Linked DNA regions of Sus scrofa: region 1 is linked to region 2. A link is a contact called in public promoter capture Hi-C data. All regions are on one chromosome and are shown on one strand. The core of a region is the stretch at or near the end of the contact, and the rest is flanking DNA. Distances in the headings are between cores, read along the strand shown.

Region 1 (6,478 bases), core at 547-3,046, 140 kb before region 2:
GGCATTCACGTGCAGATTCTGAGTGTCCAAGTGGCTACATGCCCTCAGGACCAGGGAGCCCTCTTCCTGGCTGTTTCAGATCTGCTTTTTGGAATGTCCCCCATGGGTCCTGGCTCTGCCCTTAGGACACACACCATACTGGCCCCTTGGGCCCACCACCCTCACTCTAGCCAGCTCTGTGAGATGGAAGTCTCTCCTGGCCCCTAGAGCTAAACACCCCCCCGCTCTTCCTTTAGCGACTCCTTGGGAAATCCCTGCGTCCCTTCCTAGACCTCAGTGTCCCCAGCTGTGGCAGAAAGAATTGGGTTATATTTCACAGAAGGGAACTCTGTAGTTAAAAAGAAAGGAAGAAAGAAATCCCTGGACTGGATGTTCTTGGGCGCCAGGTGCCAAGAGCAGGTCTCCAGGGAGCAGGGAGGCCTGGGGCTACTTAGTCACAGCCCCTCTGTGTGACACCGGCCTCTCTCTTTTCTGGGCCCCAGATTCCCCATGTATAAAATGGGAAGGGGTTGGTCTAGGGGGTCTCTGAGACCTCGGGAGCCTACAGGACCCTCTGTAGCTGCATCACATTCAGGAAAATCAAAGAGCAGGCACTGTGGCACTGGATGGCATTGTAAAGATTAACTCCTGGGCAAACAGGAAGAGGCAAGGCAGCTTTATCCCAGGGGCCTGACCCACTTTATCCCAACCACCCACCCACCTGGCCACCCAGACACCACCCAGCTCAGGGCTGGGCTCAGGAACAACAGCGCCTCACGACCAAGACTAGGTCAGACTAGCTTGGAGCTGTGCCTGGAGCACTGGACAGAGTCTCAGGACAGCCCCAGGCTTCTCTGCTTCTACGTTACCACCCTCGGAGCCCTCAGCAATGGGGTTGGCAGAGTGGCAAGCCCGTGATTGCCCCATAGGAGCTAACTTCATTCTCACTGTTGCCCCAGGAGGTGGTGCTACCCTTCCCACTTTACAGATGAGAAAACCAAGGCTCACACAATCTCTTGACTGGAGTAGGGACGCCCCCCACCCCCAGGTCTGTCTGATGCCCAAGAGCAGCATCTCTGTGTCCAGGGAGTGAGAGGAGGGGACACATCGGTCTCACTCCTCGGCCTGGATCCTGTTTGCCAACGGCCCCTCCCACTCCGCCTGGTTGGGGGAGTGGGAGGGTTATGGAAGCGGGAGCCCTTGGCGACGCTGAGGAAGCAAAGAGCAGGTAGCCTCGGGCTCGGAACTCTCTGGGTTCTGAACCCCCCTCCCTCTGCTCTCCCTTCTGAGCGAGGGGGCGCTGCTCTCCTCCCACCTGGGGGTCCCTCGTCCGCAGGAAAGTGGGGGCGGGCGAGGAGCTACTTGGAGAAGATTCCGGCAGCCAAACCCCCGCCCCCCCCACCCCGGCTCCAGCTCGGTGCTGGGGAAACTGAGGCCCAGAGCAGAAAGTGACATGCAGAGAAGGCGGCCTGAATCCCGGGGCTCCGGGCTCCCACTCCTTTGCTCCGCCCCTGCCAAGGATGTGGGGCGGGTTCGTCAGCCCCGCAGTCCCCCGCGGCTCACCCAGGCGCTGGCACATCTCGGCTCCCGCACGGCGTCCCCGCGGCGGCTTCAGCGGGGCTCCAGACGCTGCGGGCGGCCGGGCGGCCCGGCTCTCATCCTGGTCCGCAGCCGCCGCTCGCCCAGCACAGCCCGCGCCGCGCCCACTTCCCGCCTCGAGCCCTGGGCTCCCGGCGCCCGGCCGGCCTCCCTTCCCGTCACCCCCCGGGCGGCCCGACCCCGGGAGGGACCTGACTGCTCGTTTGCATCCCGGGCCGGTCTGACTGGCTGGGCAGCCCTTCCTGGCCCGCCCGGCTGAATCACGGAGCAGGCCCCACCTCCCCGCGCCAGCCCCGGGTGCCGGCGGCGCCCGGCCGCTCCCCTCTGCTCCTAACCCGCCCGGCTTCGGGGATGCCCATTTTACAGATGAAAACTGAGCCCTAGAGGAGCCGCGATCGTCTGGGCTGGGGCGTGAGATGGGGGCCAGATGCGCGGTTGCCATGACCTGGTGGGGGCACCTGGACAGGAAAGCCCCAGGGTGAAAGTTGGGAATCCACTTCTTTCTAGAGGATGGGGAAGTTCAACTCTCTGGAGAACCAGGGTCTGTCCTGCACCTGCTGTGTGACCTCAAGAAAATCACATTTTGTCCTTGCCCTGGCCTTCAGTTCCCCACGCCTAGCAAGGTGCTTTACTTCACTATGTGTTGGGGTGTGGGGGTGTGGGGGATGGGGAGTACCTCTGTTTCCTCGTCAGAAAGTCAGGGATTATAATTCCTGTTCCCTAAAGTCGTGGTGAGCTACAAAAATGAGATCAAACGCTTTGAAAACCCTCTAGATTATCTTTACAGATGAAGGGTAGACCTAGCAGGAGCACATAGTAGGAGCTTTACTGTTACCCGCTATTGGTTACTGTGCCCCTTTAGTGTGCCAGGATGACTCGAGTCCTCTTTGTCCACAACGTGTAGGAATGGACTCAGTAAGAGTGACCAATGGGAAGTGGTGGAGTAGTGGGTCTCTGTGCCCACATTCTCCAATGTGGCTGTGCTGCGGCTTCCTTCCCTGGGCTCTCAGCCCCTAGAGCAGGCCTCTGGGAGGCACTTCTGTGGTATCTGGGCAGCATCAGTTCACAGTCTGTACCCCCCACCCCAGTGGTCAGTGGCCCTGAGGGCAGGGGCTGGCTTGAAGCATCTAATACCAGATGTCCACTGAATGCGTATGCTTTGTATGTTGGGCATACAATGTGCATGTGACCTGCACATGGCTTCTCTATCAGTGTCAGGCAGTCTCTTTAAGCCAGTCTTGGACCATCTGGAATTAGGCTGGGGACCCAGTCCTTTTAAATGTCTCTGCTTTTAGATGCATAAATGAGGGTTCTCTCTTCTGTCCTTGGAACAATACTGAGAGTTAAAGAGTATTACCCCATTTTACAGGTGAGAAAATCGAGGTCCAGAAAGGTTAAAGGGACTTTTCAAAGAGCACACAGCATGTATCAATGACAGAGACTTGAATCTAGATCTGTTTAACTGTGAGGGCTGCTTCTGGGTGTTGGGGGTGGTGGGATGGGGACGAGGGACAGGGGAGCTGTAGCCTCCAGGGAGTAGGCCTGCTCTCTGGGGCCCTGAGGAGGAAACTGCCCACCTATTTCTCCTCTGGCACAGCCTCCCAGTCCTGGCCCAGCCTTAGCAGCCCGAAGGTATTGCCATATCTCTTCCTTATTGCCAAGAGGCCAAAGTCCGATCCTCTGAGCTGCCCAGTGTCCCTTGTCTGCGCCTCACCCTTCCACACCCTGGCCTGGGGTTCTGGGGTTTTGGGGTTCTGGGAAGAAGCCCAGGCTAGACCACTAGTTTCTTGTGCTTCCACAACTCACTGTGATACCCTGGCAGCTCGCTGCCCTCCCTGCGCCTCATCTGTTAAGTAGATAGTGATCGCCTTCCCAGATTTCTGAGGGGTAAAAAGTCTTGGGAGATATGAGAGTGGGTTGAAACCTAGCCAGGGAAATACAAATAGAAATTCTCCCCTTCCTGGAACATTTAACAACCAGGTGTGGTCCGATACTCTTCCATTGGTGGATGGGTCTTCCCAGGGCACAGCTTCTCCACGGGGCTGCTCAGTTGGGAAGGAGGTTCAGGCTTTCAATCCCAGTACAAGTCTTTTTCACCTTAGAAAGGCTTTTTCCTCCCTGATTATCAGAACAGTTCTTCCCTGTAAGTAGAACAATCACATGCGAACTCAACCGTGTTCAATTTTGTATATGTATATACACATATGTAAAATGAAAAGCCAAGTGATCACGCTTGTCTGGGAGGAGGAGGTGGCTGCAGGGGACTTCTGCATGTTTCTAACGTCAGAGTCTACATGGCCTCAATAGGGAAGTTTGTTATTCTTTGTATTTTCTCTTTTACATCCCCCCCTCTTTTTTTTACAGCCACACCTGCAGTATATGGAAGTTCCCAGCTAGGGGTCGAATTGGAAATGCAGCTGCTGGCCTACATCACAGCCACACCAACACCAGATCCTTAACACACTGAGGGTATGGATCAAACCCGCAGCCATACTATGTCAGGTTCTGAATCCACTCAGCCATAAGGGGAACTCCTACATGTCTTTTTGTTTTGTTTTGTTTTGTTTGTTTTTTTTGTCTTTTTGTTTTTTAGGGTCCAATCAGAGCTGTAGCCACTGGCCTATGCCACAGCCACAGCAATGTGGGCTCTGAGCCGAGTCTGACCTACACTACAGCTCATGGCAACGCCGGATCCTTAACCCCCTGAGTGAGGCCAGGGATTGAACCCTTGTCCTCATGGATGCTAGTCGGGTTCGTTAACCACTGAGCCATGATGGGAACTCCTTTTTTTTTTTTTTTTTCCCCTTTTTTCCTTTTTAGGGCCTCGGGATATAGAAGGATATGGAAGTTCCCAGGTTAGGGGTCGAATTGGAGCTGCGACTGTCGGCCTACACCGCAGTCACAGCAATGCCAGATCTGAGTCACATCTTTGACCTATACCACAGTTCACAGCAACCCCTTAACCCACTGAGCAGAGCCAGGGATCCAACCTGCATCCTCATGGATACTGGTCAGGTTCGTTACTGCTGAGCCACAACTGGAACTCCTCGATGCATGTTAAAATGGGAATAGTTCTGTTCTAGACCCACTCACCTCCTTGCTCCTCCTCCCAGTCGCTCCTCCAGCTCCGTATGGACCACCCTCCATCCCTCATCCTCCCCCTTTCTGCCAAATCCTTCCCATCAGCCTATACGCAGAGCCAATTCTCTTCTAGCCTGAAAACCAGACCCTCCCCTTGACTCCTGTTACATGTCTAGTTACTGCTTTTTCACCTCCTCTCCCTTCCCCTCCAAACTTCCGGAATGAGTTCGTCTTTACATGCTGTTTTCACCTTATCAGCGACCTCCTCCTCCACAGCAGTGTGGTTCAGCCTCTGCTGGAGAAGCCCTAGGTCACCAGTGACTTCTAACTGCACAGGATCCAAGGAAGCGTTTCAGTGCATAACTTCTCATCAGCCACTCTCTCTGTCCTCCTGGGGCACGCCTCCTTCCTGGTTTTCCTGCTCCCTCTGACAGTTCCTTCCCAGTCTCCAGTGTAGACGTTTTGTCGTCAGCGCAACCTTTAAATATTGATATTCCCTTGCATCCTTTCTGCTTTGTTTATGGATCCCATTGGTTAATTCATGTAATCTCATGGCTCCCCTTGTGCATGATGATTCTCCCAGAAGCTCCCCTTGGGATGAGACAAATATCCAATTATTTTACCTATTTCACCGGAGTGTCCAGTCACCTCAAGCTCAACATGTACCAACTTTCTCCCCAAACTGCTTTTTGTATATTTTCTCTCTCAGTTGGCGGCATCACCAGCTACCCAAGCCCAAAACCTGGCAGTCATTCTCTCCTCTTTCCTTTCTTTCTATACAAAATCAAGTCCTGCCGATTTACATCATAAATATTTCTGTAACTAGTGCTTTTCCTCTTTATCTCTGGTTCTATTGCCCTTGTTCATGAATCATCTCTTTCTCCCAGTTGTTTTTTCATACTACAGAGTAATCTTTCTAAGTATAAATCAGATCATGTCACTCCTCTGCTTATAATCAGTTACATAAAAGAAATTAAAGGAGACATAAATACAAGGAAAGACATCCTGGGTTCATGGATTGTAGGCCTTAATATTGTTAGGGTGGCAATTCTCCCAGAACTGATGGATAGATTCATTGCAATCTCTATCAAAATCCAAGCTGCCTTTTTATTTCTTTTGCAGAGATTGATAAGCTGACCTTAAAAGTCATATGGAAATACAAAAGAACAGAATGAGCCAAAACAATCTTTTTTTTTTTTTTTTTTTTTTTGTCTTTCCAGGGTTGCTCCCGCAGCATATGGAGGCTCCCAGGCTAGGGGTCATATTGGAGCTGTAGCCACTGGCCTACGCCACAGCCACAGCAACTCTGGATCTGAGCTGCATCTGTGACCTACAACAGCTCACGGCAACGCCGGATCCTTAACCCACTGAGCGAGGCCAAGGATCGAGCCTGCGGTTCCTGGTCCAATGCGTTAACCACTGAGCCATGATGGGAACTCCCAAAACAATCTTGAAAAAGAAACAAATTGAAGGAATCACACTTTCCAGTTTCAAAATCTACTACAAAGCTACAGTAATCAAGACAATATAGTGCTGCATGATAGTTTCATGGAATAAAACAGATGGTCCAAAAATAAAGAAACCAGAAATAAATCAGAAATAAAAATATACACATGGTCAACTGATTTTTGACTAGGGTATCAGGATGATTCTAAGGAGAAAAAAAGTGTTTTCAGTAAACACAGGAGTTCCCATTGTGGCTCAGCGAGTTCTTAATCCAACCAGTGTCAAGGAGGACACGGGTTCAATCCCTGGCCTCTCTCAGTGGGTTAAAGATCCAGTGTTGCCATGAGCTGCAGTGTAGGTGGCAGACAAGGCT
Region 2 (6,976 bases), core at 3,639-6,138:
TTAAGGATCCAGCGTTGCCATAAGCTGTGGTGTAGGTTGCATACGTGGCTCGGATCCTGAGTTGCTATGGCTGGGGTGTAGGCCAGCAACTACAGCTCCAATTGGATTTCTAGCCTGGGAACCTCCATACGCCTCGGGTGCTGCCCTAAAAAGCAAAATAAATAAATAAATAGGTATCCGTTGTCTTAATTCACCCAGTTTTTGGTAATTTGTTACAGCAATCCTGGGAAATTAGCATGTGGAATTTGGAAATGGCTGCTTCCTCCTGCTGGAACATGCAGGGTTGGTGTTTAAAATATTTAAAAATCAGTATAGAGATGGGCACTGATCAATCAGAAAGGACACTGGCTATAAATAATTTGTCTGGTTACACTCACGTGTACTGATTAAATATTAGCTCTAGGAATGTGCTGGCACCCTTGCAGCCATTTTGGACCATGAGACTAAAAGCCAAGCAGTGAGGAAGGTAGATTTGAAAGAGAGGAGGCATCTTGGTTCCTGATGATGTTGTGGAACTGTCACACCAGATTTGGACTGCCCACCTCCAGTGTTATACTACTTATACAGTAGAGTAAATCTGTTTATGGCTTTATTACTTTTTTTTTTGGCCTCACTATAGCATGTGGAAGTTCCCCGCCAGGGATCAAAACTGTGCCTGTGCCACAGCTGCAGCAATGCCAGATCCTTAACCCACTACACCACATGGGAACTTTTTTTGGGTCTTTTTGTCTTTTTAGGGCCGCACATGAGGCATATGGAGGTTCCCAGGCTAGGGAATCTAATCCGAGCTGTAGCCACCAGCCTACATCACAGCCACAGCAACTCAGGATCCAAGCCGAGTCTGCAACCTACACCATAGCTCACGGCAACGCCAGATCCTTAACCCACTGAGCGAGGCCAGGGATCAAACCCGCAACCTCATGGTTCCTAGTCGGATTCATTTCCACTGTGCCACGACAGGAACTCCCACATGGGAACTTCTGATGGCTCAATTACTTTCAACTTTTCCCTTTTCCTCAGCCAAACCTAAATTTAACTGATATCCAATCAGATGAAATACTAGGAAGCTAGAATGAAATGATGAACAGGAAAGTATTTTACAAACACTCCAGCTCTATGCACATATAAGACATTTTTATTGTTGCAGCATTTGCAATTGCAATTATTATTGGCTTAGGAAGAATAGGTTGAAATTGACTAATATGATTCTGGCCAAAGATCAAAACCTCTTTGTTCTGCACCAGCAACATGTTCTTGAGGGCTCTGCATAGCATTCGTGGATAACAGTGCCATGAGAGACTAGCAGGAAAGGGGCCACCAGCCTTTGGACTGGATGCCAGCAGGATGACTGCGTGACTTTTTTTGATCTGGGGTCTGAATGCTCAGCCTCTGGTTGGCAATTAAGCAAGAAGGTTAAAGACCAGGCTAGAGATTTTCAATTTGAGCTCTACTCTTACTTGCTGTGTGATCCTGGGTAAGTTACTAAACTTCTCTGAGTCTCAGATTCCTTATCTGTAAAGTGGGGACAATTATAGCCCCTATGACATAGGGTTGTCATGGAGATTCAGTGACATCATATACCTAGTAGGGAAAGAGATAACGCCACAGCTTACTTGTATCTAGTCTGGGAGACAGATTTTTCTGCTCTACTACAGATTACACATGGACAGATTGGATTATGGTTTGTTTCTTTTTACCTTTATTGATTCATTCAGTAAGCATATCGAATGTGCCTATTATGTGTCTACTATATGCCAGGTGGTGAAAAGAGCTAGTGAGGCAGACTTAGGCCATGGCATCCAAATAAAATCAGCGCAAAGAATGATTTTTAAAAAAATAGAGCCAAAGTTTGTTTGGGTGCCTCTCCCCTCCTCTTACTGTTATCTCTTCTTTTTTTTTTGCCTCTTCTAGGGCCGCTCCTGTGGCATATGGAAGTTCCCAGGTTAGGGGGTCTAATCGGAGCTGTAGCCGTGGGCCTATGCCACAGCCACAGCAACGCCAGATCCAAGCCGCGTCTGCATTGCGACAGGTCATGGCAATGCCAGATCCTTAACCCACTGAGCAAGGTCAGGGATCAAACCCGAAACCTCATGGTTCCTACTCGGATTCGTTAACCTCTGCGCCATGACGGGCACTCCTGTTATCTCTTCTTGAGGGCTCTCTTTGAGGTTTTTGCCATGGCCACTCTGGTCTACTCCCTCCCTGTCAGCAGATGCTTGTTCTTAGGAGAACTTCAGTCACTAATACCATGATGCAAATGGCTACAGATCTCTCGAAGCCTTGGCCTGAAAATGACCCCTCCTGTGAGGGTGACTGCCTCCCGTGCTGTTCCTGTGCATAGGAAGCAAGAACGTTCCAGGCAGAAGGGCCCAGAGAAATCTTTCAGCACGAACAGTTTCAGTCCACAGGGAGAAATAAAGCCAGGTAGAAGTGGCGTCAGTAGGATGGTCCAACCAAGGACATCCAGCAGTTATGTGGCCAGGCCGTGGCGGTCAGAAAATGGCTCTTCTAGACTCTGTGGTCACTGCTCTATACCATCTGTGTGCTGAGGATGCTTTGATTAGATTGTGTGGGGTGCCCTAAGGAGATACAGACACAGAACAAGAAGTGCCTCTGGCTTTCAAGAAGCCTACAGCTCAACAGGGGATATGAACACATATGTTAGACCAGAAGCCTCACTGATTGGAAATGCTGCCTTCACCGTATACCAAACTTTTTCAATATGCATGTTCTAGACTCTATTCTGTTCTACAACTGTCTCTTCCTGTGCCAGCACCATGCTGTTTAAAAGACCAGAACCGTATAAAATAGAGGGTGTCCTCTTTCTTCTTTTTCAAGAATGCTTGGATGTTCTTGTACAATTATTGTTTCAGATTAACTTCTGAATTAGCTTTTGAGTAGTACAGAGAGTAACTCTTACTGAACACTCTTTTTTTTTTACGCCAGGCACTGGGTGCTCTGAGAAGCCAGGCACTCAGTTCCTGTCCCTGGAAGCTCACAGACTAGCTGGGAAGTGTAACCCAACAAGAAGTGTAAAACAACAGGAATCTCACACCATGGGTGACAAAAGCCAGAAGAGTGAAGAGTCCATACAAATATAAGTGTTGAGAGTTCCACCGCTCCTCCAGGCTAGGAAAGTCATGGGAGGCTCATCAGAGGAGGTGACATATTGGACTTTGATGGATGTGCAGGAGCAGGAGTTCATGAGATGTAAAAGATAAGAAATGATTTGAGTTAAGGAAGTCAGAGAACGCTTCTCGGAGAAGGAGACACATTTTATTTGAGGAGTAGGAGTTTGCCAGATTCAGAAGGTAGGATGGAGGGAGGGGTTGCCCCGAGCTGGGAAAGTCACAAGAAGGAATTCTGAGACCATTTCATCTGGGTTTTGAGTTGGAGGAATCAAAGAAGATGCTGGAATAGTCAAATAAAAAGGATTTTATTAGGAAGGTAATACAAGGAAATATCATTTGACCTCGGCTTCCAGGGAGGAGTGGGCAGTTTACCGGTTTAGAGAGGAGAGGCACCGTGAAGCTGAGGTAGTCCCAGAAAAGGCGGAAGCAAACAGGAAACCTCCTTGGCTTCCTCCTTACTCTAAGATCCAAGATTTAGAAGCTAAGGGTCCCACCGTGTAGATGGTCGGATTCTGAGCTGGCGGCGCTGCAGTTCTGACTTCCCAGTGTAGGATAGCGGTGGAGGGGGCTCGGCAGGATTGAGGATCAGCCTTCCGGAGCGGACCCCGGAGCTGAAGGCTTTATGTCGGAATCGACCAATGGGATGCCGGCACCCAGTTGCCAAGGCTACGGAGGGTGGCCGAGCAGAGGCGGGGCCTGGATGCCAGGGGCGGGGTCTGGGCGGGGCTTATATAAGCGGGCTGCGGGCAGAAGGCGGGGCGTGGGGTCAGTGGCTGCTGGGCGGGCGGGGCGCAGGCCGCGGGGCCCGAGCCTGGGGGAGCGAGCGAGCGGAGGCGCAGAGGATCCGATTCACTCGCTGGGGAGACCTATGGGCCGAAGCCGTGTAAATGCGTTTTAAGGCGAGTGCGGGGAGTGGCTCGGGGAGCCTGGGGAGCGGGCGCTCGCGGCTCCAGTGCTGACCTGCTCCCCGGCCCCTCTTGCCTCCTCTCAGCAGGGGCCTCGGCTCCGCAACTGCCACTCCTTCTCGGGGTGTTGCACAAGTTTCGAGGTTACCGGTGACCCCCCCTAGCAGCGCGCCTGGTTCTGGCCCCCGCGAAGGAGGACGGGGCTTGGTAAGCGGACCTCGGAGGGCGGGACCTCGGCCCTGCACTCAGGAAGGCTCACCTGGGCAGAATTTCAGCCTTGGGTTCTTGCCTGGGAGCCCGGGACCCCCACCCACCAGGTGGAACCCCCATGCACGCTTAGAATACTAGCATGTCAGGACCAGCCCGACCCCCATTTCGAAACGGTGAAACTGAGGCTCCGAGAGGGAACGAGGCGTACCCAAGGTCACGCGGCAAGAGAGCAGACCCTAACCTCAGTTCTCGAGTGGAGACTCCTAGGTGGGGCCAAGCGCAGCCACTTCAGGTGGGCGTGGTCAGGATGGCGGGAGGCACCTGGAAATTTACCTACTCGGCTTTCCTGCTCCTTTCTCTCTCTTTCTTTCCCTTTTACTAAAACTCGAATTTCAGAACTGGAAAAGATCACCAAAACAATTCGTCCATTTTACAGATGGGGGACTGAGGCTCAGAGAGGCAATGACATCTAGACAGATAATGCCTTGTCCCGGTCCAGGATTCTTACTCGTCCCAGCTAACCTAAGCTCCCCAGGCTTGTGCTGAGGGCAGGGTGTGACAGGACGAGGCGCCCTGGCCTGGGGAGGTGAGGGGCGCAGCCAAGGCCAGGCCCCCAGCGGCCCCCTCACTCTCCCCCGCAGTGTGTTGCATACTTTCTAAGGCGGCCGGAGGCATCGGCAGCTCCATCCAGCCCACCGGCTCCTCCTCCTCGGCATGGCTGGCTACCTGAGTGAAACGGACTTTGTGATGGTGGAGGAGGGCTTCAGCACCCGAGACCTGCTGGAGGAGCTCACTCTGGGGGCCTCACAGGCCACCACGGTGAGGGTCTGGGAGTGGGGGGGTGGGCCCTCTGTTCCCCCAGCAGGCCCAGCTGCCCCTTAGGGCCCTCATCTTCTTTCACTTATTTGGTATTCAGTCCTTGGTATTTGCGAGAGGCTCATTTTATCTCCAAATTCCTGGTCCTTGCCCCTAAACCTGCCCCTCCTGTGTCCCCCGCCTTCATAAACACACCACCATCACCTGCCCAGCCCTCTAAGTCAGGAACCTGGGAGTCCTTACATCCCCCTCCCACAGCTGGGCACCACTAAGCTCTGTGGATTCGGCCTCCTTAAATTACCCTGCCATGTGCGCTTCTGGAATTTCACTTGGTAGTTTAGGCCTCATATCTCTAAAGGCTCCCTAATCTTTTCTTTCCCTCACTTCACTCCTTTCAACTTTATCATAGCTCTGCTCAAAATCAGAATTCTTGGGAGTTCCCATTGTGGCTTAGTGGGTTAAGAACCCAACTAGTATCCATGAGGACGCCGGTTCTATCCCTGGCCTCGCTCAGTGGGTTAAGGTTCCGGTGTTGCTGTGAGCTGTGCTCTGGGTTGCAGATGCAGCTTGGATCTGGCATTGCTGTGGCTGTGGCATACGTATGGCAGCAGCTACAACTCTGATTTGACCCCTAGCCTGGGAACTTCCATATGCCACAGGTTCGGCCCTAAGAGGCAAAAAAATAAAATGAAATAAATTTAAAAAATAAAATAAAAATAATAATAATAATCAGAATTCTTCGGCAGTTTCCCTCTGCCGACAGGATCCAAGTCAGAACCCTCTGCCTTCATAGCCCCATGTCTGACTTTTCCCACAGTATATATTATCTTCCATCAGAGCTGGGCCAGTCTACTCATATTTTCCAGTGATTCCACGTGCTCCACCATCACTCCTTTGCCCAGGCTTCTCCCTGGAACACCCATCTCCCAGCCTCTCTTTCTTACCTACTTTCATTCATTGCTTATTACTCATCTGGGTCACCTTTTCCTGATTACCCCAGGCAGATTTTGTATTTTCCTCCTCCATAGCCCCCACTGCATTTTGTAGAAACTCCTGTTTAGTATTTACTGAATGGGCTTGTAATTGCTTAAAGGGTTAGTTCTCATCCAGACCGAAGCCCTTTCAGAACTAGAGCCCTGTCTGGTCTTTTCTGTACCTTACTTAGCATACTTGATAAGTACACTTAGTCAGACACCAAGTGGGCATCAGTAAAAAAAGTGTTGCATAGAAGGGAAACTGCATCCCAGGAAAGGGTTAAGTCATGTGGTCTCACCCATGGCCACACACATGTTCAGCCCTCCACAGCCAGTTGTCCAAGGGCATGGGTGCCATGGCAGTGGGACTACCTCAAGACTTCATTGAAAGCCAGTGACTGTAGGCTCTAGCTTTGGTCTTCAAGGAATTAATGTTTTTCTGGAGGAGGCATGTATGTATACACAGCTCTGTTACTTTGGAAGTATGTACAAAATGCAATGAGAGCATTAAAGGCAGAGTTGCCTTATTGGTTTGGGAAAAAGCAGGGTTTCAGCTAAATCTTGAAGGTAGATTAGGAATTTGCCAGACAGTTGTGGGGGAAGGGTATTCTACATGGACGGCAGGTGGGAATGAAGGCTAGGATAGAGCTGGAGTTTGAGCTGCCCTGAGGGGAGGAGCTGGAGCTGGATGGCAGAGCCTGGGATGTACTGTAGGCTTGGGGAGGGAGCCCCAGAGAACTTTAAGGCAGGAGGCTTGGGAGGTCCTTGGGTGGGGTCTCATATTCACCCTTGTTGTTGTACAGGACAAGGTTGCTGCCTTCTTCTTGGCCGACCTGGGTGCTGTAGTGAGGAAGCACTTCTACTTTCTGAAGTGCCTGCCACGAGTCCGACCCTTTTACGCTGTCAAGTGCAACAGCAGCCCAGGCGTGCTGAAGGTCCT

What was found. Promoter capture Hi-C pulls out the DNA fragments that hold promoters and counts their contacts.
Region 1: a contact with region 2 is called in a promoter capture Hi-C map of skeletal muscle, with 4 times the contacts expected there. The contact joins the promoter of TMEM54 here to the promoter of AZIN2 in region 2. A contact is called at or near these places in 3 of 5 promoter capture datasets (fetal liver, fetal skeletal muscle and skeletal muscle), 2 of 47 Hi-C or Micro-C datasets (fetal liver and retroperitoneal adipose tissue) and 1 of 2 datasets of contacts at active chromatin or transcription factors (alveolar macrophages).

What each region holds. Positions count from the first base shown.
Region 1 is chr6:89,202,158-89,208,635 of Sscrofa11.1, forward strand. TMEM54 (transmembrane protein 54) reads right to left here and starts at 1,797. Exons shown (of 7, transcript XM_013999129.2): 1 at 1,543-1,797.
Region 2 is chr6:89,341,972-89,348,947 of Sscrofa11.1, forward strand. It overlaps AZIN2 (antizyme inhibitor 2), which reads left to right and starts at 4,889. Exons shown (of 11, transcript NM_001123193.2): 1 at 4,889-5,065; 2 at 6,840-6,976. The coding sequence starts at 4,961.